Linked DNA regions of Mus musculus: all the other regions are linked to region 3. A link is a contact called in public promoter capture Hi-C data. All regions are on one chromosome and are shown on one strand. The core of a region is the stretch at or near the end of the contact, and the rest is flanking DNA. Distances in the headings are between cores, read along the strand shown. Region 1 holds the start of Mycbpap (MYCBP associated protein). Region 2 holds the start of Acsf2 (acyl-CoA synthetase family member 2). Region 3 holds the start of Abcc3 (ATP-binding cassette, sub-family C (CFTR/MRP), member 3). Region 4 holds the start of Chad (chondroadherin).

Region 1 (7,597 bases), core at 2,496-4,995, 130 kb after region 3:
TTTCTTCTGCCTATCAACTTGGTTGGTCTACATCTTCCCTAGGGACTACTAAACAGCTCCAATGTGCTTCCTACTGATGGGTATAGAATCACTGGAAGAAACATATAAATACAAGCATTCAACACTGCTGAAGATTCCTGGGGCCAAAGCTCCCACCACGCTCAGGGAGCAACCCAGACCCTGATTGATTAGTTGAGACTACAGGAGCCCTGGATAGCTCTGCCCTCAAGTTTGAACTACCTTGAGCACATCACAATAAATGCTGTCACGCTTCACAGTCGGGGGATGGTATGTATTTGATTAGCTAGACCAACACATGTGCTTCTAAAGTGAGGTCTGTCCTCAAGACTATCCACCAAGTTCCTTCTTTTGTTGTTTTGCTTTCTTTTCAGACAAGGCCTCCTTCTAGCCCAGACTGCCTTGGAACTCATGGCAAGTCTCCTGCCTCAGCTTTCTCAGCTTTTCAGTTCTCTGGTTTTTCAAGTGTAAGCTACTAATGCCCGGCTCACCAAGCACCTTCTACCATGTTGTAAAAGACAGAGGAGATAGTATGAAAGGTTGCAATATGGTTCTTCTCAAAGCAAACACAAACACACAGAGGTAATGTTAATACCATCCGAAAATCACGCTTAATAGGTCAGATGGGACGTTCAAAGAACCACCATGCCAATCAACAGAGTTGAAGACCCAAAAGAAAGTTCTCAGGATAGCGGCGCAGTGACAGCTTCCCTGCCTGGAGGAGCTGGAAGGAGACAAATGCTTTGCAGAGGTGGATCTGCAGACAGTGGTGTTGCGGGTAAGGCTGTGGCATGAGCAAGGCTGAATGTGGCAGGTGTGTATATATGTGTGTATATGTATATATATATGTATATATATATATATATATATATATATATATAAACTATATATATATACATATATATAAATATATACATATAAAAATGATTTCATTTTCAAACAGTAAAAAGCATGTATATATATATATACATATATATGTATATATACATATATAGTTATATGTATATAATATATATATATATTAAGTTTATGCCAGAGATGATAATTCACTGAGTACCATATATATGTATAATCTTCATAATGGATATGAAATGAAGTCTAGATCAGGCACATGACCCCTAGTACAGGAGAGTGGAGTGTTCAGAGTGGCATTTCAGAATGACCAATCCAGTGACTGAGATAGACAGACTGGAGGCAGACCAGTCAGGAAGGGCCAGTCCTCAGGTGGAGGGAAGCTCCAGTGTCCTGGAGGACCACACAGGCTAAAGGAGGGCCACACTGAACCTGAGGCCCATGTGCTTTGTTCTGGAAACGCAAGCTGAACAGGGTTGTTGGTGAACATTTCTCTGTCCTGACAGCTGAGGGGGTCAGACACAGCCCCTTTGAATGGGACAGTCAGGTGATACTTCTGTTGGAGCTTAGGCAAGAGTTGTTGTTAAGGGGTCAGGAAGAGGGGGAGTAACAGACAGGGTAGAGATGGGATCTGGTTTTTTTCCTACTTCTTACACAAATGTTCCTCAGCTGAAAATCTTTGAGAAACCGACTTCAGGGTTGAGCTGGGGGAACCAAGGCAGGAAGAGCAGAGCTGTCCTTGGAGTCTTGGGGTCCAGGGGCATCTGATTTACTGGTTGCTTAGCAACAAGGCCAAGGAGAGCCACAGGACTCAGTGGGGAGTTCAGGCCGCTTAAACAGGTTCCTAGACATGTTTAATCAATGTTGCCTTTCTAAAGCTCACAGATCAGAGACTCAGAGACACACAGCACAAGGCTAAAAGATCATGCTTGTGGGCTGGACATGTGACACTGGGGAGGCAGGCACGCTACCTCCCAAAAGTTCAAGGGACCTTGCATGTTAAACATTTTAATTTTTTTTCCCTCCTCACTCTGGTGTATGCTTTTAACTCAAAGCCTATTTAACAAACGGAATCCTTGCCTTATTAAAAACAAACACTCGGTGGAAAAAAATCCTTCCTTGATCTGTTTACAGCAGAAAGTTCAAATCTGATTAAGATCGCCCTGAAAGTAGGTGAGCACGAGGCAATGGCCAGGAGAGCCCTTGGCTGCCCTTGGGAAAGGAAACTGATTTCTCTCTCTCTTCTCTCTCTCTCTCTCTCTCTCTCTCTCTCTCTCTCTCTCTCTCTCAACTACTAAAAGTATGTCATGAAACAGCACCAGCTTTTTATACTATGAAGAGACATAAAAGAAAGACAAATCAAAAAAAACCAAACCAAAACAAAACAAAACAAAAAAACCCACTAGAATCTTGTTAGTTCTCTGAGCCTCCCAAGGGGATTCTACTGACTCTAGGCCTGCCCTCTCCTCACTGTGTGCTGTACCAGCGCTAGGAGGCTGGGTCCCCTCAGGGCCTGCAAGGTCACACACCAAGACTTTCTGACTTTGCTTGGGAAGCCCTTTCATGGTCTGGCCCCTGCCTAGCTGCACTGAGTTCTCTGGATCCTATGCTCTTTGATCCATGAATTCGCACTGCTCTCTGAGCCCAGGAAAGCAAGCCCTTCCTTTTTTTTTTTTTTTTTTCTTTTTTAAGTTATCTTTTTCTTTAATGCCATCTACTGCAGAAAACCCTTCCCTCTAAGTCTACCAACTGAGGCCTAGTTCAGAAGCTCTCTCTGAGCACCCATAACTTCCATAGGTGTCCATATTTGGTTTGCTAAGTTTGTTGCTATTCCTCCTGGTCTTGATTGTGTTTCTTGAGGGTTGGAATCACAATCCCAGTGTCAACCAGTGTCTGCACAGGACAGACCTCCATAAATAAAAAACAGAGCAAGGGATACCTCAGTAGCAGAATGCTTGCTTAGCATACACAGGGACCCTGGGTTCCATCCCCAGCTGGAAATTTTCAAAAAGGGGAGTGGTTGCCAATGGAAACAATCACGGTAGTTCACGTTAAACTAGATATCTGTCACAAGGCTAGAAAGGCCAAGTGGTAAGACATAAATAGCACTCTGAAACCAATGGAGTTAAGAGTTTTGGGTGTTATTTTTACTTGTGGATTCCCCCCCCCCCCAAGACTCTTAGGTGGCCCCTGCTTCAATTCCCAAGAACCTCATCAGGTGCTCCCTGGTTCTTGGGCATCTCATCCCAGGAGTCTGCCACCTGTACCACCCTAATATATGATTTGAGTTGGAGCTCTCTTACTCCTCCTGTCCCAAGGCTTGTCCCCTGCCACTGACCCCGGAAGCTCTCTCTTAGTACCTCACTTGCCATGTTACCTCCACCAAACATCAGGACCCTGTGCCTCCCTTCTGAGATTTCTGCCCATGTTTTGTACTCCAAGGCTACAGTGACCCTCCCTGGTATCTGTTGCGTCCTAATCCCTTCCCAAGCATCCCTGTATGTTTTGTTTTGTTTTTTCCTGAGCACCCAAGGCCTCCAGGGCCAACCTTTGACGCTCTCTGCGTTCTCCAGGATCTTGCTGGTTGGCATTTTGAGACGGGATTCCTTCTTGATGGCCTTCATGGTGCCGTCCGGGGTTACCTGCCTTGGCCCTGTGCTCCCCGCCCCTAAGATGACTGCGCAGCGCGGCAGCCCCCGCCGCGATCCCGCCCTCAAGCGGCCGCCGTAGCGTCCATAGCAACCAGCGCCACGCGCAGGGGGCGCGCACCCACCGAGCAACTTGAGCGGGGACTGCCTTTCAGTAATCTTCTTCATCATGACGCGCTCCTGCACCGCAAGCGGCTCCTTAGGCTTGTTCGCAGACCCCGAGAATGCCCCGGTCAGACTCTTGACGTCACAGGAGGCGCTAAAGAGCGCCAAGGCGTCATCGACTGGGCCTGACAAAGGGTTGCTGTAGGAACTGGCCGAAGCTGAGTGACTGGAATGGGGACAGTAGCAACCTCGGCCGCCATAGGATCTCCCACCTAGACTCCCCAGATGTTTCTGCTCTGGGTCACCGCTTGCTGACCAGTCTTCAGGCTTCCGGCACGCTCATCTCACACCAGGCTGACCATGCATTGACTACTTTTCCTAGTTTAAGTGCCCCAGACTCCGCCTCCACCGGCCTGTCATCTGCCCTGCCCACTAATCAGCCATCACTTCCTAGGCCAGTCAGACTTTTACCAGATTTGGGGTCTTTGCATAGACATGCTGCCTTTGGTTCTCGTGAAGATGTACTTTCCCGTTACCTCACATTTCTAAGTGTATCCACGTCATTCCTTCCTTCCTTTATTCATTTTTACCCAGAGCTCTAAAGCATTCAGAAATTATCAGGTTTGTTTCTGAGGTTGGATCCCTCTCCAGGACTACTACAAACTCCTCTCGACCTCGCTCCCTGTGACTGGACACATGCTCCAAGGGCAGCCTCCCTTCTCAGTCACACTCACAGCATCTCTGGTTCAGTTCACTTCAGGGACACTTGGGGCGGCATTTAGGACACTCCAGGGAGATGCTCTGTCACCTGTGTCCTCCAAGGGACAGGTTATGAAAATGAGGTATGGGGGGTTAGGGAGTGCGCGTTGGAGCTACTGTTTCTTTGAGAAATGTGGTGTGCATGAATGACAGACTGAGTTGTGGAGAAGGAAAGAGCTTCTAGCAGCAAAACGGCAGGCTACGTGACAACCTCCCCGAGGAGGGCTCATGGTTTTTGTTTTTCTCCTTTTCTTTTTAAAGATATTTCTTTTAACCCATGTTATCCTCAGACTTTACTACTACAGCTAAGGCAGGGGTTAATCCAGATCCTTCTATCTAACTCCCAACAGTGAGCCTACAGATGTGCTGCATCTCCAAGCATGGGTAAATGAAACTTTGTTTGGTTCTGTTTTCCAACACTGGAAATTGAACTCAGGGCCTTGTACACACTAGGCAAGTGTTCTGTCATTGAGCTAGTCCCTAGCTGGTATGGTTTGTCAAGGGAAGGTATGTAGGTACCAGGCAGGTAGTCACTTCAATTGTGCAATGCTTAAAAACAAAAATAGCCCTTCCGGAATGTGGTGGGTTCTACATCTTATCTCTTGCTCAGGGTGGTGAGAGCAGTAGACTAGTGTGGATCTAAAGAAGACCTCCCACTTGGGAGATAAAGGCAAGAGGATTAGAAGTTCAAGGTCATCCGGTGCTACACAGAGGATTTTAGACCAGTGTGGGCTATATAAAACCATGTCAAGAAAAAAGAAAAAAAAAGAGCAAAAGAGGAAAAGGAAAGGAGGCAAAAACAACCCGTGTCTGAGTTGGTTAAAGTGACTGGTATACGGATTTTGCTGTGGTTAGCATTTCTGGCAAACACTCTTCCGTGTGTGTCTTTTTCTCATAACTTGGGACTAGGGAGTGTTCTAGAAGGGAGGATTTGTGCATTCCTAACTATCTTCATTGTGCATTAATCTGTAAGAAACAGAGCGGGCAGGAACCAACAGAAATTTCTGAGAATGGGTCTCAGTGTTGAGGGCTCATACACATTTTCTGTAAAGCTAATGAGGGATGAAAGGGGAGGGTATCAAAACATCACGTGTACCCTATAAACATAAGCAATCATTACTTGTCAGTTAAAAGACTGCCCATGCATGTCTGGAATAACACTGGCGAGGGAGAGGCAAGAGAGTAGTGAGTTTGAGGCCACCCTAGGCTATATAGTGAGTTCCAGGGCACCCTAGCTAACACAGTGTGACCCTATCTATCTCAAAAAGAATGAAATAACTTTTAAAAAAATATGAACGTGTTAGCTAAGAGCACCTCAAATTCGTACAGATCTAACAGTCTAGGCCAACCCAGAATGTCTTCTGGATAAAGAATAGTCCTCAGACGCAGTTGACCGAGTACCCTCCAAAGGGAGATGGGGCCATTCACTCCCAAGGAACACACCATTACTTAGGAGCCCTGTGCAAAATGGGGAAAGGTAAGACATGCCTCCTCCTGCTCTCAAGATGCTTGGGAGTCCTCAAGAGAAAATCAAACATTCTTGTTACTCCAATCTTCACCCAGCTCCCAGAAGGCCTTTTAAGTTTGTGGAGTTACATGGCTCATGGGTAGCCCAGCTGGGGCAGTTCAGTGGGATCAAAGGGCAAGGGGAGGCAGGGTGCATGGTCAGGCAGGTAGGCAACCTGGCGGCTCACCCACCAGCCCAAGTGACCGCCCTTTGTTATGGGTCTCCCTGCCTCTGCCTCAGGAAAGCGTTGGACCAGACCAGGGCTTCTTAACTTTTTGAGAACCTGGTCAAAGTTAAAACTCTTCCCATTGGAAATGTACATTTGACTTTCTTTAATGTGACCGAACAGGGGTGATGATACAATTTGCCATTTTAACCTGCACAGCTTGGCAGCATTTAGTGACCATCACTGCATCTGGTTCTAAAATATTTTTCACTCTTCAGAAGAAAGTTTGTACCTACCACTCATTCTCTTCTCTTCCAGGCCCTAGCAACTACAGACTGGCCATATGGTTGGCCTATTCTGGATATTGTGTATAAGCCACAGGCTGTTTGCTCTTGTTTTGATTAACACACGGTTCCTCCATTTTCATGTCTGAACAATGTTCAATTGAATACCACATTTTGATTATGCACTCATCTGCATATTCATTTATTTAAACAGTTTTTAAGTCTGTTAGGTTCTAAACTTGCTTTGTAAACTATCTCTTCTTTTCTTTTCTTTTCTTTTCTTTTCTTCTCTTTTTAAATTCTTCTCTCATACCATACATCCCAACTGTATAGCTTCCCCACCCTCCATTCCTCCCAGTTCCCCCTACCTCCCCTTAACATCAGATCAACTTCTCCCCAGAAAGAGCAAGCCTCCCAGGGGCATCAATCAAACACAGCACAACAAGACACAATAATATCAGGCACAAACCCTCACAGCAAGGCTAGATGAAGGGGTCCCAAGAGCAAGCAAAGGAGTCAGAGATACTCCCACTATCCAGAGTCCTCCCACAAATATTAAAATTATAAAAAAAATGCCCAATCCAACAAACATAACATCGATGCAGAGGACCTAGCACAGACCCACGCAGGCTCCATGATAGCTGCTCCAGTCTTTGTGAGGCTTAGATGATTCTGAGAACCATGCTCTCCCGGTGGCCTCAACTCCCCACAATTCCTCCTCTCCCTCTTTCCCAGGGGAGAGACCTGATGGAAGAGGCTGATGGAGACTGGGCTCTCTCTCCACTTAACATTTGCCTTCAGGATTGTCAGCTTCCAGAGGAAGCCGCTCTGATGACAGACGGGGCTAAGTACCTATCCATGAGTGTAGCAGAACAGCATTAGGAATCGTTTCCTTGTTTGTCTGTCTGTCTGTCTGTCTGTCTGTCTGTCTGTTTTTAACTCATTCATCTTCACGTTTATTTTTAAGGTTTGGTTTGGTTTGGTTTTTCAAGACAGCGTTTCACTGTGTAGCCCTGGTGTCCTGGAACTCACTCTGTAGACCAGGCTGGCCTCAAACTCAAAAATCCACCTGCCTCTGCCCCCTGAGTGCTGGGACCAAAGGTATCCATTAACACTGTCCAGCATTATTTTTAACATTTTATCATATCTGTTTATTTATTCATTCATATGGTTTTTCTTTTTAATTAATTAATTAATTAATTTGTTTATTTATTTATTTATTTATTTATTTATTATATGTAAGTACACTGTAGCTGTC
Region 2 (7,266 bases), core at 3,986-6,485, 210 kb after region 3:
CTTAAACTGTTCTTGTCAAGTATTTAAGTAAAGAAAAGGAAACCCATATAAACAAGAAGGAAGAAATAAAAAGGCAGAGCTGGGTGTGGCGGCCCATGCCTGTGACGTCAGCATTGGGGGGCGGAGTTTGAGGCTAGCTAGAGGATTGCTGTGTCTGAGGCCTTTCTGGGCAACATAATGAGATCCCATCTCAAAAACTAAAACAGCAAGGAGCTAAAGAGACGTTTTAGCAATTAAAAGCACCGGCTGCTCTTCCAGAAGACTCAGCTTCAGTTCCCAGCATCCACATGGTGGCTCCGCAACAATCTTGAATTATAGTTTCGGGGGATCCGACGCCCTTTTCTCGCTCTGAGGACAGCAGGCAAGACCACCGTGGTACACAGACATACAGACAGGAAAGACATCCCTGCGCATGAAAGTCAATTTTTTTGTTGTTTGTTTGTTTTTGTTTTTCGAGACAGGGTTTCTCTAAGTAGCCCTGGCTGTCCTGGAACTCACTCTGTAGACCAGGCTGGCCTCGAACTCAGAAATCCGCCTGCCTCTGCCTCCTGAAAGTCAATTTTTTAAAATGACCCAATAAAATCAATAAAACCACAGAGGATGAAAGGATAAGAAAACGAAAAGGAGGGAGGAAGGAAAAAGCCTTGAGGAAAAAAAAAGTAACTTTGGAAACCGAGTAATGAGTCTAAGTGTGGTTTAAACGATTCTCCGAATTCATATACCAGTGATTCTTAGAGTGCAGTCTTTGGATCATTGAGGCCTCTGCACTTGGGAATGGAACAACCCATGCAAGCTTTTGTGGAGTAATAGGTTATAGAGGGATAGCTTGACTTTGAAATGGCTCTCCTTGGAGTGTTTTCTGGGTCTTCTTACCACATGATGCTCTGGGCCACGTCATGACTCAGCGGGATGGCCCTCACCGGTGCCAAGCACATGCTGGCACTGTGCCCTTGGACTTCTCTCCCTCAGAACTCTGAGTTAAATGAACTCTGAAGGGCAGCTTACCGATGGCTCTGTTGTCTGGCAGTCAGTTATAGCACTAGAGAACAAGCCATTAAAGCTCACTGAGCAGTACATTTAAGACCTGTGCAATTTCCATATGTAATTACACCATAAAGTCCTATGATCACTCAATATAACCTTTCTGAAGGAACCCACAGCCTATGAAGGAAGCAAACTACAAAGAACTATTTAGGGGCAATAAAGAGTTTGAGCCCAGGACTGGCCCAACTCTGGATGGAGAGCTCACTTTTGCCATCCAAAGGGAACGGCTGGTAGATATGCCTTTATGAGTACAAAGAGAACACACATGTGAGTCTTCATTTGAGTGTAACAAACTCTTCCTACAAAACAAGTGAGTAGAGGGTGGCACTTGCATAACAAGATTCTGAGTTTGATTCCTGGTACCACCAAAATAAAAGAGAGAAAGAGAGAATGAAAGAAAGACAGAGAAAGAGAAGGAAGATAATGATGAGGTTGGTGGGAGACCCTTTGATTTTGGGTCTTGTTGCTGTTGTTATGGTGGTGGTGGTGGAGGTGGAGGTGGAGGTGGAGGTGGTGGTGGTGGTGGTGGTGGGTTTTATTCTTTTTCGAGGCAGACTTTCAACGTGTAACAGCCCCTCGCTGTCCTGGCACTTGCTCTGTAGACCAGGCTGCCCTTGAATTCAGAGATCCATCTGCCTCTGCCTCCTGAATGCTGGACTTAAAGACACAAGCCACCCCCACCACCCAGCTGTTAGGAGACATTTCTAGTCTGAAATACTTAGGGTTCAGGTACCCACGTTGCAGGCTTCCCCGCCGAGGCCATTCTACAGGGACCCAGTTGTCAGTAGTAGAGGTTGGAGTCAGGGGTGGGGTGGGGGCTGGTTCACACACCTGCCCTTTGATGGAGCTGCTAAGGTCCAGATCAAGTCTAAATCTTAACTAACGAGGGTCAGTCCCACCTCAAAGGAAAGGCTGAAAACAATAGTACCAGCTTCTGCCTCTCCACCATCAATAAGACTGCATTAGCAACAAACTAACCACACTCAGAGATTAGGTAACATGCCCCTTGGCCATTAACTCTGCTCTCTGTGTAGAGCAGCCAGGGGTGTATCTCAAGACAAGCTAGCTTCCAATTCTTGTTCTTTCCAGTTCAGCAAAACCAGCATGGTGATCCATGCCTGCAATTTCACAGCTTCAGAGGCTGAGACAATAAGATTAATAGCTTCAAGTTGCAGGACAGCCCAGGTTACACACCAAGACCCTGCCTCAAAAACACAAAAGAAAACCCAAATATGGACTCGGTGTGCTGGGCAGCAGCAGCAAAGCCTGCCTGTATCCTAATCAGAGGGTGGAGGACAACAGCTTCCCACACCACCATGCCTGGAGCACCATCTAGTGCCCGCTCCCCGATTCTCTTCATCCTCCCACCAGTTTGGGTCTGAGTCCTATGGGCCTAGGTGCTTGACCTCTGAGGGCTAGGTCAATGCCCTCAGAGACCTGTGCTGAATATTTGAGAAACCTAAGATGGAGGCTTCTGCAGGGGAGAGTAGGGGACAAACCGGATACTTCGTTTGGAAGGATGAAAGCCAGCCAGGAAGGATGCAAATATGAGAGGAATGGAAAGAAGTTGGGCCAGATACTCAGAAAATATTTCTCTCCTTCTCTCTCTCTCTCTTGATAAATAGGTCTCTTCTGGACATAGTTTCTCTGAGGCCTGACACTGAAGCCCTCAGAGATCACAGGCCTGAGGGCAGTAAGTGACCTGCTTTGTTTACACAGAAAAATGCCAAAGATCACAAATGTTGGGGTTAGGGTAGTGGCTCAATCAGTAAAGCGACTGCGGTACAGTCAGAAGGAACTGAGTTCGGATCCCCAACTTTCTTTTCTTTTTCTTTTCTTTCTTTCTTTCTTTTCTTTTCTTTTTTTTTTTTTTTTTTTTTTTTCGAGACAGGATTTCTCTGTGTAGTCCTGGCTGTCCTGGAACTCACTTTGTAGACCAGGCTGGCCTCGAACTCAGAAATCTGCCTGCCTCTGCCTCCCGAGTGCTGGGATTAAAGGCATGCGCCACCACACCCAGCTGGATCCCCAACTTTCACACAAAAGCTTGGCACCATGGCTCAGCCACCTGTAACTTCTCAGTGCTAGGGGCTGGGGGACAGAGAAGAAAAAATCCCTAGAACTCACTGGCTAGCCATCCTAGCAGAATCAATGGGTCCCAGGCTCAGTACCCTACCTCAAAATGGTAAGGTAGAGAGAGATAAAGGAAAACACATTTATCAGTTGCCTTCACCTGCACTTAAAACACAAGTGAGGGCTGGAGAGATGGCTCAGCGGTTAAGAGCACCGACAGCTCTGCCAGAGGTCCTGAGTTCAAATCCCAGCAACCATATGGTGGCTCACAACCACCTATAATGGGATCCGATGCACTCTTTTGGTGTGTGTCTGAAGACAGCTGCAGTGTACTCATATTAAAAAACAAACAGCCGGGCGTGGTGGCGCACGCCTTTAATCCCAGCACTTGGGAGGCAGAGGAAGGTGGATTTCTGAGTTCAAGGCCAGCCTGGTCTACAGAGTGAGTTCCAGGACAGCCAGGGCTACACAGAGAAACTCTGTCTCGAAAAAACCTCCCCCAAAAGAAAGAAAGAAAAGAAAGAAAGAAGGAAAGAAAGAAAGAAAGGAAGGAAGGAAGGAAGGAAGGAAGGAAGGAAGGAAGGAAAAACAAAAACAAAAATCACATGTGCATGGAGCCATGAGCCCCTAGGTCTCCTCAGGAAAGAAGGCAGAGGGATGTTAAAGCACTTCACAGGAGCTGAACATGTACTAACATCAGTGTTAGAGTGCTAATTCACATACATACATACATACACACACACACACACACACACACACACACACACACACACACACACCAGTTTGTTTCTTAATTCTCAGAAGGCACTTAGCTCTCAGAACCTGAGAGTTCCAGCCAAAAAGACATCTTCCAACTTGTCCGTCCAACTTCTTCTCAGGGGGGCTGTCTTTTGATTGGGTGCACAGGGTTTATCTGTTTAGCCCCAACTGTCCTGGAATTTACTTCATAGGCCAAGCTGGCCTTGAACTCAGAAACCCTGGCTCTGCCTTAAAGGTACACACCACTACTCTCATCGGCCTTAGTAGTGTCTTTTAAACTTAGTAGTGTTTTCTGAGACATATTCCTCTTTCTGCCGTGCCTCCACTATTCCTTTCCAAGACCACAGCCTGCACAATAATACGGACAACAGGCTTAGTAGTTTGCCCTTCCGTGCGGTAGAGCAGGATAGGCGATGTGCATACCTACTGGACGCAGAGGATACCACCATTCACCTTGTTGCACAGCCAACTCTCCCAGCTTGGCCTTTCCCCAGCAAGCTCCTGCAGTCCCCTCCGTGTCTGGTCATATTAGATTTATTCAGCCAACTCTCTCCTGCCAACCCCTTTCCCAGATCTTGCACTGAAGACAGATGAAAAAATGGGCCCAGAAGTGGTAATGACTGAAAGGAGGAAGGAAGCCGGGCAGTGGTGGTACAGGTCTTTAGTCTCTGCACTCAGAAGGCAGAGTCAGGCAGATCTCTGTGATTTCAAGGCTAGCCTGGTGTACAGAGCGAGTTTCAGGACAACCACAGCTACAGAGAGAACCCTGCTCCAAAAAGTAGAGGAGGTGGTGGAGGAAAAGAAGGAAGGAAAAGAAAACAAAGGAAGGAAAGATCTGTTATACTCAGTGCCCTGTGGACCCCCAAACGGTCCCCACATTTTTCACGGGAGTTAATACAGCTGAGAGAATGCCCTAGCAGTATTCAGCTCTATTCCTCGGGTGTACTGTTAAAAAGCCTCCACTCCTGGCTCTGTGTACCACATGGGACGCATACAGAATTCTGAACTAGAATTTGAACTCAGCCTGGGACTCCTGTGGCTATGAGCAGCAGCCCCAGATCCCGGGCAGGCCTGGCTTTTCCCTTTGCCTAGGTGGTAGGGTAGTGTGTGTGAGGGCTACCCAGAGTGGGGTCAGCCCCTGCCAAGCACTGCAGAACTCCCAAGTTCCCTTCTCGGGACTGCCCAGCCCCCTCTCTTTTCGGAATGCTGCTCGGGGTACCTGAGAGCGCGGACACTCTGCAACTTCGAGTTCGGCCGAGGGCGAGAGAGCAGCGTCCGGGGGCCCCGCGCCCCCAGGCTCGCGATACACAGCCTCCCGAAGCGCAGCATCCCGTGATAGACAGCCATGGCTCGCTTCCGCCGCGGGTCCGGGCCGGGAGTAAACTTTGAAAGTGAACGAGGCGAGGGTAATTAAGAAGCGGACGGGGAGGCGGGAGGGTCGCTCTGCCTATGGGGTGAGGAGGACTGGGTCCCCGCGGGGCGGGGCGGGGCGGGGCGAGGAGAGGCCGGGAAGTGGCGACTCGGTCCTGGCCACCTTTGCGTGGGAACTGCAGCCCTTCAAGCCCGCCCTCGAAGTCCCGCCCTTGTCCCCCCTCCCCCTCCCGGGGCTCCCAAGACCGGCTCTGCAGCACAATACAGGGCCTTCCTGCAATCATCACTCTAACTTTGGAGGGCCTAAGAGTTTCATAAACGGGAAAACAATCAACAGTCTATATAGAGCCAGATGACAATGCCTGGACTGGTTGGTCCCACGTGCCCAGTAGGGCTTGGGTCACGTGGGGACTTCCTGGGTGCTGAGCTACAGGCCAAAGGAATCTGCCCCGAGTGCCCCTGAGGCCTGCCAACTGGAGCAGAGGGCCTCTGGGGAGAGGAAAGGTAGTTGGGACCTACCGCTCTGATGGGTAAACCCCTCTGTATTCGGAGACCTCCGGGGACCAAGGTGCTAGTCTGGCCAGAGGCTAAGAGTCAGCTTTACTTCGACCTTGCATCCTCCCCACGACTCTGAGAAGAGTACCAGGTAGACAAGATTAGGTGGCATCAGGGACGCGTCTGTTGTATCCTACCTTCCCTCTTTCTGCTCTAGCCTGAAGCCTTAAACACAATTTCCTCAGCTGCTCCCCTAGGCTCCAAAGGACCCTGACTTTGTGACTCAACCCTCTAGCTGTGCCCTTAGGAATGTATTCTAACGTCATCCAAGGAGGATGGGTGACAAGATCTACAAGAGGTGAGTGCTCAGGCTGTGCGCTGGGTGTCCAAAGATGAGTACACTAGTCCTCCACTTTCTAGCTCCTCGTTGTCCTGAACGATCTGGGAAAGAAGAGAAGAAAGGCCCCCGGCCGGGTGGCTTCCCTTCTCCTGACTTGGAATGAAGAAAGCCAGGCAGAGGAACAGTTGGCGGAGGGTGGAGGTTAGCCTGGTGAACCTTTGCCTTGATCTGGTTCAGCTGGGGTCATGACTAATACAGCTACTCCTTCTCTGATCTCCAGAGTGACCAGATATCTCTCTCTTTCTCTCCCTCTCCCTCTCCCTCTGACAGCTTTTTGGAAAGAATCTGTGTTCCGTTGGAGAACAAGTCAAGAGGAGAGACTTTGAAAAGCTGGGCTTGAAACGGCATGATGCCCTCCAAATCAAATGTATACAGTGGTTTCAGACAGCCAGGCCCAGGGAGTGAAGGGTGCTGACTGGTATCCCAAGTTCAGGAGCCAAGCCCTGCCTTGAAGGCTTGGTGGATGACCCTGGACAAATCGTTGATTCCTTCTAGATAAATAATTGTCCTGGCAAAGTGAAGGGTACATTCTGGTCCCCGGGACCCTTTCTCTTCCTGACTAGTCTCTGAGTGAGTCTTGGGGGGAAGGGAAGATAAGCCATTCTGCCTGTCCTATGGGCTAGCCTGGGGAAGCCTTTATCGCCTTCCCCTTGTTTCTCTGACTCAGAAATGGACTCATAGACCTGCATGATTCCAGCCAGGGCAATAAAGGTAGGAGAATCAGGAACTCAAAGTCATCTTCAGCTACACAGGGAGTCTGTGGCCACCCTAGGGAGAAAAAAAAGAGACAGACAGACAGACAGACAGACAGAGAAAGGGGCTCTAATGTCAACATGAAGTAGCTTTTTTTTTTTTTTTTTTTGAGACAGGGTCTCATATAGCTCAGGCTGACCTCATCTGTATAAATCTTAGCATGACCTTGAACTTTGATCCTCCTGCCTCCTTTTGTCTTCTGGAATTACAGACTTGCACCACTGTGGCCAATCTTATGTGATTTGTTCGTGCACACCATACGTGCACACAATGGAGATCAGAAGACAACTTGTTGAAGTTGGTCTCTCCTTACACTGTGTGAGTCCAGGGATTGAACTCAGGTCATTACGCTTGGCAGGAAGCACCCTTACCCA
Region 3 (7,115 bases), core at 1,118-3,617:
AGATCCAACCCACATAGCCTCAGGCACAGTACTATGTTCCAGGGCTGGGGTGCCTGAGGCTCAAAAGTGCAGCCAGACGTGGGAAGATTGGCACTATGACACGGGCCAATCTTAGTCCAGTACTCTGGAACAAAATGGTGATCTTGCCACTGCTATACCAGCCAGGTGTCACCCCAAGTCTCTACCTTGAAAGATTGGTTTAGCTAAGCCCCTGTGTTGCATATCCCTGACTTCGGACAGGTTTCTATCTCCAGCCTCTGGGGCGCAATGCCTTGGGAAGTTCTAATTACTCAAGGCTTCATTGACGACCAGGAAGGTTGCACCTGAAACTTGGCACACCCTTCCTCCTGTTTATCACCTTTTTTTTTTTTTTTTTTTTTTTGCCTAGTCACTGTGATCATTACCATGCCACAGTCACGCCTGGCAAGTCCAAGTGAGCAGAGAAGAGAAGCTCGCCCATACGCCAGTGTATTCCCTCTGGACCTCAGAGGAGAGTGGCCACTCCAGTCTAGATGATGGGGGCACTCCTCATGGTTTGAGCTAGAACCAGTTAGTGACCCAAAGGAAAAGGATAGTCTCCAAGAAGCACTTTTAATTTTTTCTTTTTGTTGTTTGTTTGGAAATGAAGTCTCATGTGTCTCAGGCTGGCCTTGGTACTTGCCCTGTAGCCAAGGATAACCTGGAATTTCTGGTTCTATTTCCAGCTCCTAAATACTGGATGACAGGCTGTGCAGCCACATTCAGCTTCTTGGCATTGCGAGGCTGGAAGCGGAGGAGAACTCAGGACCTTTCACTTCTCTCAAGTCCATGTTACACTTTGTGCCCAGCCCAGTCCGAGATACCTTAAATGACAACACTGGAGTGTGGCTCTTGACTTTCACATGCCTGTTCACACACAGACACACAGCACACGTTTGTGCAAAACAGCTCACCCGCATCCCTGCACACGCACATCTGCACACACCGGATGCATATACACAAATACTCGTCATGGAAGAAACACAGACTGGGATTCGGATTCTAGATTTGAAACCAGACAAGGGCGGGCAACCCCTGGGTAATGAGAAAGTAGCCCCGTGTCACACTCTGCCTGTGAGGCTGAGATTGTGTCCCCAGTTGCTTTGCCTGGTGGAGGAACAAGTGCTGAGGCTGCACACACTTCAGACGCTTAAGATGACTGATACAAGGATTTGAGGAGAGACACAGAAAGTTACCTTTCTGCACTGAGCTTGTGCGCGTGCGCACATACCATACCCTCACGGTACTGTGTTTTGAGCCCAGTCTCCTGCATATCAGGCAAGCGCCACGCCCCTGAGCTATAACCCCAGTACAAAAGACCTGCTTTAACTTACTTTATTTTTATCTGGTTTCGTGGAATTGGTGTTTTGGCACAATTCCTTACCTCTCTAGACCCCCATTTCCCTTATCTATCAATGGAAAGGTTTGGGCTTGGACACCTCAGTTCTCCCTCTCCTCTCCTCTCCTCTCCTCTCCTCTCCTCTCCTCTCCTCTCCTCTCCTCTCCTCTCCTCTCCTCTCCTCTCCTCTCCTCTCCTCTCCTCTCCTCTCCTCTCTCTCTCCTCTCTCTCTCTCTCCTCTCTCCTCTCTCTCTCTCATATGTCCTGGGTGTAGATAGGGTCTCCTCACAGACCTGCAGGTGGATCTTGCTCACAGAAACAGTAGCCTCCCAAAACAGGGCCTGGAAGGTCTAGCTGTACCAAGTCCTGACGGATCAGGGCTCTGGATGCCCTAGGGTATAGGCAAGGAAGATTGGATGAACAACCAAGGCACAGTTACTGGGTCGGGTCCAGTGGAGGTGGGGTCGGGTGGATTCATTCATTAGGGATGCAGGCAAAATACAAAGTGTTCTTCTATGCAAAACGCAAAAAGTCCCTGGGATCCACCAGACAGAGAGACTTACACCAACAGGCAAGCGCCTGAGCTTCCCTATTCTTGGCGCCCTGCAACTACAGATTCCAGGAGCCTCCTTTCTGCCTAGCTTCTCCCCGCGGTAGGTCAAGGCACAGCCGTGGCTATACATCCTTCTGCGCCCATTCTTCCCCCTTTGGAGCTTAGACCCTCCCAGGTCTGACTATGCACATCCGCCTTTCCAGGGCATCAGCTGCTGCTCCCGCACTCCGCACTCCGGAGGTGCGTCCTCCGGAAGGCTGTGTTGGGGCGAGAGACCAGACATCCCACGGTTGACACCTACTTCCTCCGTAGCACGGATACCAAGAGACGCTTCTTACCCAGAACTTGGAGCCCAGCTCTCCGGAGCCGCACAGGCGGTCCATGTGGCTCTGGTGCACCGCAGGACTTGGAATCTCAGTTCAGCTCAGCCCCAGCAGATCTGCCCCGGAACCGCCTCTGACTCCCTGCTCCATAGGCACTCCTCCCCGCCCCGCCCTCAGGCCCTCTGGGTCAAGTTCTCCCTGTCCCCAGCGATTGCAACACAGCCTTGGTAAAAGTGCTGGTACCTAAAGGATAATGTAAGAAAGGGACAGTAGAGTAAGGATGGGTAATTAATTGACTGTACTAGTCCCTGAGCTTATAGACCCCGAAGCTGATGGACGTGAGAATGAGTCTCACTGTAAAAGAAGTCCTTTCTAAAGGTAGGGTCATTTCTGGCTTTATATATAAATAGGAGATCATTGTCTATAGTATGTGAAGTGCTCGTGAGCCTAGTCTCTTTCTTCATACGTTACCAGAGAACTGAGACCAGCACATTTATGTGATGTGTCTATGCACATGTGTACAGCAGGGGAGTGGGGCATGAAGTTGGTCCTAGTACCAAATAGATGGGTGTATGACTTCCCTGTGGTCCCCTTAAGTTGCTGCCTTCTCAGGTTCTGTGGCTCCCGTGTCTTGCCCAGGGCACTTCTCTTCCCCACTTTTGCACTGGTGAAGTATGGATCACCATAATAGAATCCTTCACACTGAGTTTTCTGAGGATTCAACAGAAAAAACAAAACAAAACAAAACAAACTATAACCCGCATGGACTACATGTAATACCCAACCTAGGTTAATTCTAGTGAGGCCTCAGGAAAATCCCTCACTAACACCTTGACCCTTTGTTGTTGCTGTCATGGCTTTTTTTTTTTTTTTTTTTTTTTTTTTTTTTTTTTTGGCTTTTCGAGAAACCACAGGGTTTCTCTGTGTAGCCCTGGCTGCCCTGGAAATCACTTTGTAGACCAGGCTGGCCTCGAGCTCAGAAATCCACCTGCCTCTGCCTCCCAAGTGCTGGGATTAAAGGCGAGTGCCACCACACCCGGCTCACTGTTATGTTTTTTTGTTTGTTTAAGACAGAGTTTCTCTGAATAGCCTTGGCTACCCTTGAACTCACTCTGTAGACCAAGCTGGCCTCGACCTCAGAGACCTGCTTGCCTGTGCCTCCCAAGGGCTGGGATTAAAGGCGTGCACCCGTGTCTTAACGCTGAGCCTCCACATTGTCAGTCTGTAAAATGGCCTTCCCAGCTTGGCTACGCTGGGTTCCCCTCCTTCTCTCTCTTCCCTGATACGATCCCAACTCACCCACACCTCTCTGGAGTGAGCAGAAATCCTCTTGGTCTAATTTACCCCTGTCTCTATCTGCAAGCTCTTGGTGTGTGTGTGTGTGTGTGTGTGTGTGTGTGTGTGTGGTTGGCATTTGTTTCCCAGTCAGGACAGGGTATTTTTAGCCTCCTGAAGGCGTTGGAGGGACCCGGTAGGACAGTGTAGACCATCCGTTACCCCTCTGGGCAGGCACGAAGTACTGGAAGCCAGATTAGGGAGAAGCTAGTAGAGTGGGGGTGGGACAGTTAGTCACCTGTTCGATTTCTCTCCTCCCTCTGCCCCTTTCTCTCCCATCCTGTCTTCCTCCAACCTCTGTACAGAAGACTTCGTGGAGCTTCCGTAACTTGTCAGCGTGCCCTTGGTTACACTTCTGTGTGAAGACTCTGGAAGGTCCTCAAAGCAGCCAGCAGTCATGCCTACCTCCCCTCCATGCCTCAGGTAGTATCTATAGTACCCTATGTAACCGTGACAGGCTCCTCATGTCTCTGGGACCAGTTTCATGGACAAAGTGAGTTAGCAAAGGACCACGGAAGCCCCTTTCCTACCCTGTAGTCTAGGCATCTAAGATCAAAGCATCTGAACCAATCTCTGAGCCTTCCGCTAACCTTGAACATGACTTTCCCAGCACCCCTCCATGGCATTTTACTACTGGGCTTTCTCTTGGAGTCGGGCCATGGATAAAACCCACCAGTGTGATTCTGAGCTTGAGGAGACTAAGGGACCTTCCTCTGGAATCCTTTAGGAAGATGAGCCTCCCCCAACCCCAGTTAACCCTTCTCATTCCCTGAGACCTTCCAGCTCAAGGTCAGCGTGAAGTTCTTTTGTTAGGCCTCCAATTTGAGAGCAGGAATCTGGGTGCAGCACTGGAGCAAAGCACCCTCTTCCATGACATCAGCCTTTCCATCCTTTCTGCCTTCTCTGGTCTCTCCAAAGTCATGATGCACTCCTTGGTGATCCTTGCCTTCCCCTCCCTCTGGAAATGTTGGGGTGCACTCCTACTGGCCTCTTATGGAATGTGGTCTCTCTTTTTTCCCCCCATGTTCCTTGAAGAACAAGCATAGTGTGTTAGCGTTGGTCTCGAGTGTTGTGTGTTCAGGTGCTGAGTTCTGTACCACAAGATCAAGTTACAGTTCAGAGATAGGCATTGTAATGACCGGTATGCTGTAAAGAATGCTCCCCAATGATCTCTGATTGGCTAATAAAAAGCTGGAGCCTGTGACTGGCAGAGGAGGTAGAAAGGTGGAACTCACAATCGAGGGAAGGGTCTCAGGAAGGGACCATGGCGGAGGAAGAAAGAAGAGGGAGAAGGAAGTCGAGTGAGGCAGGATGGACCATGAGCATGTGGTCAAGAGAAGTTTGCCCTGAGTACAGACAACTATAGCAGAAGGAGGCCAGGTAGGACAAATTGGCAAGTGACTTGGGGCACATGACTGGGAAATAGCAATATAGCATAGAGGGTTAAAATATACAACTATCTGCCCAGCTCTAGTTCCAGCAGCTTGTTAATAAAATCATCAGTTCTCTGTGTTATTTACTTGGGAGCTAAACGGGCTAAGTGAGCATAGAAATGCCCTGCATATATCTGAGAACAAAAGGAGATGTAGAATACCCCCCCTCCGTAAAATGACTACTATAGTAGTGTTTGCAGGACATTGCTGTTTTGATTGCTTGTCTCACCCAAGCAAGAAAGCTCAGGCCTTGAGACCTCCCACAGTTTACCAGGGCCTCAGAGCTCCATCTGGTACAGGTACCAAGGGCCCTCTTCTGTATGCAGCTTCCATACATGGCTACTCCAGGTAGCTCCCTGGACTGAATGTACTTCCCGGACCCTCGGCTATTGCACCCCTGCCCCTAGCTCACCTCCCAAGCAGACCCTTTCCTAACTCTGCTGACCACTGCACTTGCCAAACTCTGTTTATCCTTCAAGATCTCTGTCAGTATTGAGCATGGTAGTGCATAAGTGGAATCTCAGCATTTGGGAGATGGAGGTAACAGATCACAAGTTCAAGGCCAGCCTCAGCTACCCAGTGAGTGTGAGACTAGTCTAAGCTATATGAGAACCTGTCTAAATCAACAAGAAGTCTCTTCCCTATATCACAACTACTGCCTCCCCAATGGTCTGTGAACATTGAGTACAGGGAATAAATCTTTTTTTATTGTAGTATTCTTTATCACCCAAGACAGTGCTTGGCTGAGTCCTCAGGGAGTGTTTGTCGATTGACTAACCAGTTACTCTCATGAAAGAAGAAAGACCCATTCCTGGTTCATTCCTTCAGTTCCAATGGTTCTGTGGAAAAGGTGGTAAAGGCAGGAGGCAAATGAGCAAGGCCACTGGATTTGGAACTCAGTAGAATTTGTCAGGTTGTTCTCTTTTGGTAGCAGCTCAGAGTCTGACTTTAGCACCTACACTGGGATCAAGAGAGGTCCTAGAGGAGAAAACACAGATGTGGAGCCTGGGCTCTGATTAATGGGGGGAGGGGTCTGACTATTTGGGGAGGAGGAGCTTCCAGCTATTGGTTGGATTCTTGAGGGAGTTCATATAAAGCCATTCATTTTTTGTAAAATCTCTTGCTTCTTAACATGTTTTTCTGCAGTTTTGGTGAGGGGAATTGAGAGGAATAATGTACCATTTTTAAAGCTAATTCCTGAGCAGCCAACCCCCTTGTCCCTACCTTCTTGTTTATGTATTCGATTTCTGGTTAGAAGTAGGCATGTTCAGTTATGGCTTGTCCTTGGCGATTATAGAGAATGCCATGAGATAGGTGAATTTCCCAAAATTGTTAAAAAGAGAGACGTTTTAGCTATGTAAGTGGGACCCTTGTTTGTATTTGTTTGGGGATTCCCATTACAGAGAGGGCAGTTAACAAGGGTCTACAGATAGCTTGAGCAGACTCATGTGTTTGCGAGGTAGTAAGGACAATGCCTGAAAAAGCACCAATGCAAGCGTGGACAATTTTTTTTTCAGTGAACAGAGAAATTTACATGAATTGCACCTGTTTGCCAAAGATCATTAGGTGGAAGATTCCAGGGATTGGCTGCTCTCAGCTGGGAGATGGAGGAACCCAACAATTGATAGGAGGCTTTGGATAGAGCTAAACACTGATAACAAGAAGTCTGAGGTATGAGCCAAGGTGGTTTTCTGATGGCTAAAGAAACTCCATTTTATGCTAGGCATCCATCTTGGTACCCACTAGATGTTTGCCTGACTCCAGTACCTGGAGGATAAGTTCGTAGTAGCCCTCACCCAGTGGCTCAGGCCCAGAAATGTACAACTGTAACCATCTACTTGTTATGATAGGACTAACTGCGTTTTGGCTTCTGTAACTTGTTTACACAGATTCAAGGATTACTGTGGGTCGCTTTGACCACTTACCTTAACAGAGCAGACCATCTATGCTTGCTTGTGTAGCTATTGAAGATCTTCTTATGGTCTTTGCCTTTAAAAACACCCTTCCTTGCTGGTATGCATGCCTTTAATCTCAGCACTCAAGAGGCAGATGCTGACAGATCTCTGAGTTCAAGGCCAGCCTGGTCTATAGAGAAAGTTCCAGGACAGCCAAGG
Region 4 (6,961 bases), core at 2,315-4,814, 170 kb after region 3:
TGGGGGTGGGAACAGGGGGCTTTTCTTTCTCCTTCACCCTCTCAGAAATGAAGCTGCTGGCTCTACTCATGGCAGTCCAGGGAAAGGAAAGAGAGGCTTGAATAGATCCACTGCCATGAAGAGACCCACACTGGGCCTGAACCACGGGGAGGGTATGTCTCTATGGAGGGGTGCCACATGCCTTTTAAATTCCTGCCCTGGCTGTGTTTTTACACAGGATACTGAGGACAGGGTTGGGTAGTGAGCAGCCTTAAAGGAGGCCTGCTGGAGTGTTGTGCCAGATGCTGAATTATAAACCATGCAGAGGGCTGGAGAGGTGGCTCAGCGGTTAAGAGCACTGACTGCTCTTCTGAAGGTCCTGAGTTCAAATCCCAGCAACCACATGGTGGCTCACAACCATCCAAAATGAGATCTGATGCCCTCTTCTGGTGTGTCTGAAGACAGCTACAGTGTACTTACATATAATAAATAAATAAATAAATAAATAAATCTTTAAAAAAAAAAAAACCATGTAGAAGGGAAGGCCACTGTCTCCCCTCTTTTCCCACAAGGCAACAAAGAAGCTGAAGATGACCGCAGCGTCACGTGATCAGAACAGGGAGAACCCAAAATCCTAGCAGGCCAAGAGCCATGGCCAATGTGCCGAGGGAAGGTGGGTCTGGGTACTTCCATGTCTGCCCTTGAGGGATGGGAAGAAGGCTGTCTCTCTGACAAACCTCAGGGTACATCCCAAAGAGGGTGGCTGAGATGCTGTGGAGAACCAGTGCATGGGCATCCTCTAAGTTGCCCCAGAGAGGCACAGAAACTAAGTAAGATCTGAATAAAGCTACACGGTTGGAGCCAGAGAGGAGTCACAGCTAGGAGTCTGAGACTGAGGAGTATTCTGGGGCCTTTGAAGTGTAAGGGACCTTCAAGGGATATACACCTTGGGAAAAGAAGAATCCATGCTCAGACCAAAGAAGAATGAGAGGCAGGGGCAGCTACATAAGAGGAAAAAATTCCCTGTGTTCTGGCTCCTTTTTGAGACTGGCCTAGCTGCCCAAGACAGACAGTGGGCTTGGCAAAAACACACCTCAGACAGGAAGGGTGGCTGAGGAGAGGTTCGGCTGGCTGCTGCTCAGGGCTGCTGTCCCAGCTCCCCACCCCACCCCACCCCCCACCCCCGGCCAGCTCTCCCTGCTTCAGCCCACAGAGCCGGGCCAGGTCCAGCAAGCCCCCAGCACTGGGGCCTTCTGTATTTGAGTGAGCTGTTTAGATGTCTGATGGAAAGTCCTAACTGTCCTCACGCGGTGGGAGGTGGGCTCTGAGGGCATCCGTCGGGGGCTCACCTCCGTGTGAGGCATAATTCTGCCCACACTACCAGCCTTCTGCTCCAGGGTGTCCTCGGGAAAGTTCATGAAGGTCACGGGACTGTTCTCTGTGGTTCCATAAACAACCTAGAGGGGCCAAAAAAGACGGCTTGAAGGGAAGTGAGGGACAGAGGAGGGCTGGGGTGACCTACCCTAGGTAGCTGAACAGTAAGGACTGAGGTAAGCGAGGGGACAAGAGCCAGAGGTCAGAAGCCAGAAGTGCAGCTCTCTGCAGGGCCCCTGGTCTGAAACCAAATTGAGACTAGAAGCCAGTCCTCTCATGGCCAAGGTTCCGACACTGCCCTGTGATGCCTGTGGCTTCTGGCATCACTGATACCCATGGCTGCTCTCTCCATCTCCAGGTTGCTTTGGTCCTTCCGTCTTGATTTCAGGCCACAACAGCCTCCCTCTCTCTCTTCTTAGCCAAAGGCCTCATAAACTTGATGAGAAAGGCAGCCTGGCTTGGGATTGAGCTGGGAGTGGTACAGACACACAGACACCACTCCCCTCCAACCTGGGACAAGTGCCTGGCCTTAGGGTGGGTGCCCTACAAGCTCTGGAGATGATACTGTGTGTTTATTTTCATTAAAACAAAAATATAGCCAGAGCATGAATTTAAAAGGCCTGTGGCATGCATGTGCGCGCGCACACACACACACACACACACACACACACACCTACCCCTGCAACCTCCAGTGGTTAGAACATCCTGTGCATCAGGAAAACTAGCAGCCAGCCTAAATACCATCAGAGAACATTCTAGGCCAAGAATGACCCCCACACACCCCATTCTAGCGACAAGGAATAAGAAGGGCTTATGGGAAGTGCAGGCTTGGAGTCCAAATCCTACATCTATGTATTGAGTGTCATGAGAAGGTCTAGATACCTTGTCCTCTACCAGCTCTCTGTTGGTGGCCTCCATGCCCGCACACCATCAGGTGGTGTGGTTCTGGCGTAGTTGTGGTCTCCTCCACCACCTCCCAAAAACAGAAGCCATCTCTGGCCAAGCAACCCAGAGCTCACCCTGGGCCAAAGCTGTAACCTGCCTGCTCACCCTCCCTTCTCCACAGGACTCCAGACACTGTGGCTGGCAAGTGAACAGAAGCCTGGTCCACCAGGGCGGGGCTGCCCACAACCTAGCATCTGGCTAGCCAGGGTTGGTTGCCTGTAGCCAACACCCCACTTCCCACCAGCTCACACAGTCCTGGGGTCATTGCCCAGCTATGGCCTCTGCCAAGTACACATTGGCGCCACTAGGCTGCCACTCTGAGACCCCCCTTAGGGGTGGGTCCTAACCACCGGTGAGGGGAGGATCCGGAGATGAGGATATTTGGGGGAGATTAAGAAGGAGACTGTGCAACCATGCTTGTTCAGCGGCCTGTGGTCTCCAGGTGTGTTGCCAGTCAGTCCTGTGGTTCACTCCCCACACACACCAGTTCCCACATTTCTGTGTGGCCTTCAGCCCTAGAAAGGGGAATGAGGGTACAAAGGACAGGGAACAGGAAGCCCAGAGCTAAGAGAGGGGTCGTGAATAAGCCCACAATCCGGAGCTCTTACGGGCCTGGTGCCACTGGGCTCCGAGAAGGGGCAGAGCCAAACGCACGGCTGTCAGCTAGCCTCTGCAACCAGCTCCCCCACCTCCTTGGGATAAACTGAGGAACCCAGAAGCGGGAGCCCAACCCACAGCAGCTCTCACGCTCCGCCTGCGCCGCACAACAGTCCCATTAAAGCGCCGCCGGCTGGCCGACCGCGGTGAGACGCATCCGGCTGTCGGGCCCCACTTCCTCCCTCCCGGAGTCCAGGGTGACCTGTCTGCCAAGGGTGTATGGGGGAGGGAGACGTAGAGAACTCAAACTTGAGCAAATAAATAAGTTCTGGGAACACTTCCCTCTGCCCAGTGGAAATTCAGAGGCCCCTCGACACACCTATCACCGTCCACCCCACCTCGGGGTGTTGGTCCAGATAGAGGAGGGTAGGGGAAGGTGCAGCATAATGTTTGCAAACAGGAACCAAGGGGTTGGGGTTCAGGGGAAGGGCCCTCAGCCCTACACACGGTCTCCTGCTGTGAAAAGAGGCCCCCAGCCATCGAGGATGGGGACGCATCTCTGGGCGGGAAGGGGTTAAATCAGTGGCTTCGGTGCTCCACGTAGTAGCTGGCTCCGCTGCCAACTGCGGTCAAGGCTGCCCTATAAATGGGCCGGGAGACCCGAGAGTCGAGGACTTGTCGCTGCCTTAGCCCCCAGCCCAGGCTCAAGGCGTTCCAACCATGGCCCGCGCGCTCTTATTCAGTCTGGTCTTTCTTGCCATCCTCCTGCCTGCGCTAGCCGCCTGCCCCCAAAACTGCCACTGCCATGGAGATCTGCAGCATGTCATCTGCGACAAGGTGGGGCTGCAGAAGATCCCCAAGGTATCAGAGACAACCAAACTGCTCAATCTCCAGCGCAACAACTTCCCGGTGCTGGCTGCCAACTCGTTTCGGACCATGCCGAACCTGGTCTCCCTGCACCTGCAACACTGCAACATCCGCGAGGTGGCGGCTGGTGCCTTCCGAGGCCTGAAGCAGCTTATCTACCTGTACCTGTCCCACAACGACATCCGGGTATTGCGAGCTGGAGCCTTCGACGACCTGACTGAACTCACTTACCTCTATCTAGACCACAACAAAGTGTCGGAACTGCCCCGGGGGTTGCTCTCTCCTCTGGTCAACCTCTTCATCTTGCAACTCAACAACAACAAAATCCGAGAGCTGCGTGCTGGAGCTTTCCAGGGGGCCAAGGACCTGCGCTGGCTCTACCTGTCAGAAAATGCCCTCAGTTCCCTGCAGCCTGGTTCCCTGGATGATGTGGAGAACCTAGCCAAGTTCCACCTGGACAAGAACCAGCTGTCTAGCTACCCCTCAGCCGCCCTGAGCAAACTTCGGGTGGTGGAGGAGCTGAAGCTGTCTCACAACCCTCTGAAGAGCATCCCAGACAATGCCTTCCAGTCCTTCGGTAGATATCTGGAGACCCTCTGGCTGGATAACACCAACCTGGAGAAGGTAAGTGCCCCAGCTGCAGTTCTCCCGGCTCTTTCTAGGATGCCACCCCAGGACCACATCGGGACAGCATTCCCTCCTCCTGGACTCCTTGTCACTCAGATTATCCTCCAAAGCAAGGGGCCTTTGCCACTTCTCTCTGCATTGACACACACCCCTCCCCATCCTTCTCACCCTTACCTGGTCCCGAGGCTTCTCAGCAGGGCTCTCTTGGGACTCCTTGTAAGAGATGGAACTGTTCTGGTCCCACAAATGGCCTCTGGGGAGGCATCTGCCCCAGACCCCACGGTTAACAGCAGACACCTCTTCCTGTTGGACTTTCCACCCCTCTCTTACCAGTCTCCTGCAAGCCTACCATTTCATAAAGGAAGGTTTGTCTACTGAGGCACCTTCCAGAAGCTGAGAGAACACAAAGAGTGCCTGTTCCCAGTGGGTGCTGGCCTGTGTTGCTAAGGTAAAGTGAGAGGCCAGAGGATGAATTGGGGAGCAGGTACCTTAAGGAGAACTCTCCCACACCCTCGTCCCATTCCCTCCGTGGGTCGAAACACACTCAATTTTATTGCAACCTCGGGTCGATTTCAAATAAGGACGGGAAACCAAGACACGGAGACCTGACTTGGCTTCACCGAGTTGCTGGCTTGGTGCTCTTGCAGCCCGTGAATAAACACATGCAATCCCTGGCACACGCCCCCCCAAGTGTCTCCTCAGAGCACAGACTGACTGTCTCACTGTCCAGCAGACAGTTTGTTGACTTTTGCTTTCCCCAGTCACCAGATCCCAGACTCCTCAATTCTTCCTCCCTTGGGATGCTCAGGCTAGCCTGGTCGGGGCTGTCTAGGAGCAAAGTCCTTTTCAGGGAATCACCCTGGTACACAACACAGTTTCAGCCAGAAGGTTCGGGCAGAGACCAGAGCGAGGTAGAGTAGTTTTGTTTGTAGAGAACGTCACAGCCCAATCTGGTCTGTGAGAGGTCACAGATACGGAGCTGAGGACAGAAGGCCAACCTTATCTAGGTAGATGGAGCCTTCTGGGTGGATCTTCTTTAGCCTGGCCTCACCCCAGCTAAATGTAGACCACCCTAGTGACAAAACAGTGGCCAGTAGAACAGCATACGAAGGCTGATTTAGAATGAGGAGGCCAAAGCCGGGCGTGGTAGCGCACGCCTTCAATCCCAGTACCTGGGAGGCAAAGGCAGGCGAATTTCTAAGTTCGAGGCCAGCCTGGTCTACAGAGTGAGTTCCAGGACAGCCAGGACTACACAGAGAAACCCTGTCTCACAAAAACCAAAAAGAAAAAAGAAAAAAAAAAAGAATGAGGAGGCCAGAGAGAAACTGGCACCAAGGCTCAGAGGAGGGCACCAATACATTTCCTCTGGAGCCATCCATCCTGGCCAAAGTGCCCACAGAGAGCTCCACAAATAGCATCTAGCAGAAGGCAGAGCAATGAGGACACCACTGGGGGAAATCCTGGGACCAGGGGGCTGTGGGGAGCCTGGGCTCACTGCCCATCCCACCAAACCCTGACCAGGTTCACCGTGTGCCCGCCCCAGGCACACTGCCCATCCCACCAAACACTGACCAGGTTCACCGTGTGCCCGCCCGGGCACTCAAAGCCAAGCTCTGCCTGCTCCCCAGACCCAGTGTTTGTGCAGGGAGGGTGCTGCCTAGGAGGTGGGGGACAGGGTGTGGTCCTGCAGCTACTGTTTACTAGCTAGGTGACCCTGTCCAAAGGACTGAACCTTTTCCGTTTACACATTGGGAAGGACCCCTTCCCTCTCTCTCTCTCTCTCAAAAAAAGGTGTTGTGGAGGATGACATCATTGTGGCTCCTCAACAGGCCAGGGCGTGTGTCCAGGGAAAGACAACCCTGGTCCTCTGAGAAGGGAGCCAGGAGACTGAGTTGAGGTGCTCACTCTGCCTCCCTCACCTCACAGTTCTCAGATGCTGCCTTCTCGGGTGTGACCACACTGAAACACGTCCATCTGGACAACAACCGCCTGAACCAACTGCCTTCCTCCTTCCCCTTTGACAACCTGGAGACCCTCACTCTCACCAACAACCCATGGAAATGCACCTGCCAGCTCCGTGGCCTTCGGCGGTGAGAATATTCCTCCATATAACCCCCAGACTGCCGTCCACATGACAGACGGTCCTAGAGTAGGACAGCCTGGACATCCTAGTCAGCTACCTAGCATGTCGGGTACTGAGTGGTTCCCTTCTCTCATTTGTCAAATGAAGATGACAACTCCAGATATTTCTATGGCCATAGTCCATCCCGGTCACTGTCCCTTTCCCAAGCCTTCCCACCCAGCTTTTCCAAGCCCAGCAACTCTTTGTCTCTGTAGGTGGTTGGAAGCCAAGGCTTCTCGACCGGATGCTACCTGCTCCTCGCCAGCCAAGTTCAAGGGTCAGCGGATTCGTGACACAGATGCCCTTCGCAGCTGCAAATCCCCGACCAAGAGGTCCAAGAAAGCTGGCCGCCATTAAACAGGTGGGGGCTGGGTAGGGAGGCCACCACGGTCTACCTTTGGAAATTCCAGATGGGGTGCTGCTATATCCCATGACACCACCTCCGGAGGA

What was found. Capture Hi-C pulls out chosen DNA fragments and counts their contacts.
Region 1: a promoter capture Hi-C map of adipose tissue shows a contact between it and region 3. The contact joins the promoter of Mycbpap here to the promoter of Abcc3 in region 3. A contact is called at or near these places in 2 of 39 promoter capture datasets (embryonic stem cells and neural stem cells), 1 of 15 datasets of contacts at CTCF or cohesin (the NIH/3T3 cell line), 2 of 484 Hi-C or Micro-C datasets (the AML12 cell line and nephron progenitors), 8 of 115 datasets of contacts at active chromatin or transcription factors (bone marrow-derived dendritic cells, bone marrow-derived macrophages, effector CD8 T cells and 3 more) and 4 of 9 other capture datasets (adipose tissue, embryonic stem cells, liver and 1 more).
Region 2: a promoter capture Hi-C map of liver shows a contact between it and region 3. The contact joins the promoter of Acsf2 here to the promoter of Abcc3 in region 3. A contact is called at or near these places in 6 of 39 promoter capture datasets (the 3T3-L1 cell line, HPC-7-derived erythroid cells, embryonic stem cells and 3 more), 1 of 484 Hi-C or Micro-C datasets (liver), 4 of 115 datasets of contacts at active chromatin or transcription factors (bone marrow-derived macrophages, embryonic stem cells, memory CD8 T cells and 1 more) and 3 of 9 other capture datasets (adipose tissue, liver and pancreatic islet).
Region 4: a promoter capture Hi-C map of adipose tissue shows a contact between it and region 3. The contact joins the promoter of Chad here to the promoter of Abcc3 in region 3. A contact is called at or near these places in 4 of 39 promoter capture datasets (hippocampal neurons, liver and second pharyngeal arch cranial neural crest), 2 of 115 datasets of contacts at active chromatin or transcription factors (bone marrow-derived macrophages and pancreatic cancer cells) and 3 of 9 other capture datasets (adipose tissue, liver and pancreatic islet).

What each region holds. Positions count from the first base shown.
Region 1 is chr11:94,517,757-94,525,353 of GRCm38.p6, forward strand. Mycbpap (MYCBP associated protein) reads right to left here and starts at 3,746. Exons shown (of 19, transcript NM_170671.2): 1 at 3,644-3,746. The coding sequence starts at 3,689. It overlaps Gm35650 (a long non-coding RNA gene), which reads left to right. Exons shown (of 3, transcript XR_388967.4): 2 at 43-288; 3 at 393-539.
Region 2 is chr11:94,596,551-94,603,816 of GRCm38.p6, forward strand. Acsf2 (acyl-CoA synthetase family member 2) reads right to left here and starts at 5,236. Exons shown (of 16, transcript NM_153807.2): 1 at 5,093-5,236. The coding sequence starts at 5,220.
Region 3 is chr11:94,390,623-94,397,737 of GRCm38.p6, forward strand. Abcc3 (ATP-binding cassette, sub-family C (CFTR/MRP), member 3) reads right to left here and starts at 2,368. Exons shown (of 31, transcript NM_001363187.1): 1 at 2,249-2,368. The coding sequence starts at 2,293.
Region 4 is chr11:94,561,483-94,568,443 of GRCm38.p6, forward strand. Chad (chondroadherin) reads left to right here and starts at 3,565. Exons shown (of 4, transcript NM_007689.5): 1 at 3,565-4,386; 2 at 6,316-6,479; 3 at 6,727-6,872. The coding sequence starts at 3,616. The coding sequence ends at 6,868. Acsf2 (acyl-CoA synthetase family member 2) reads right to left here. Exons shown (of 16, transcript NM_153807.2): 11 at 1,329-1,436.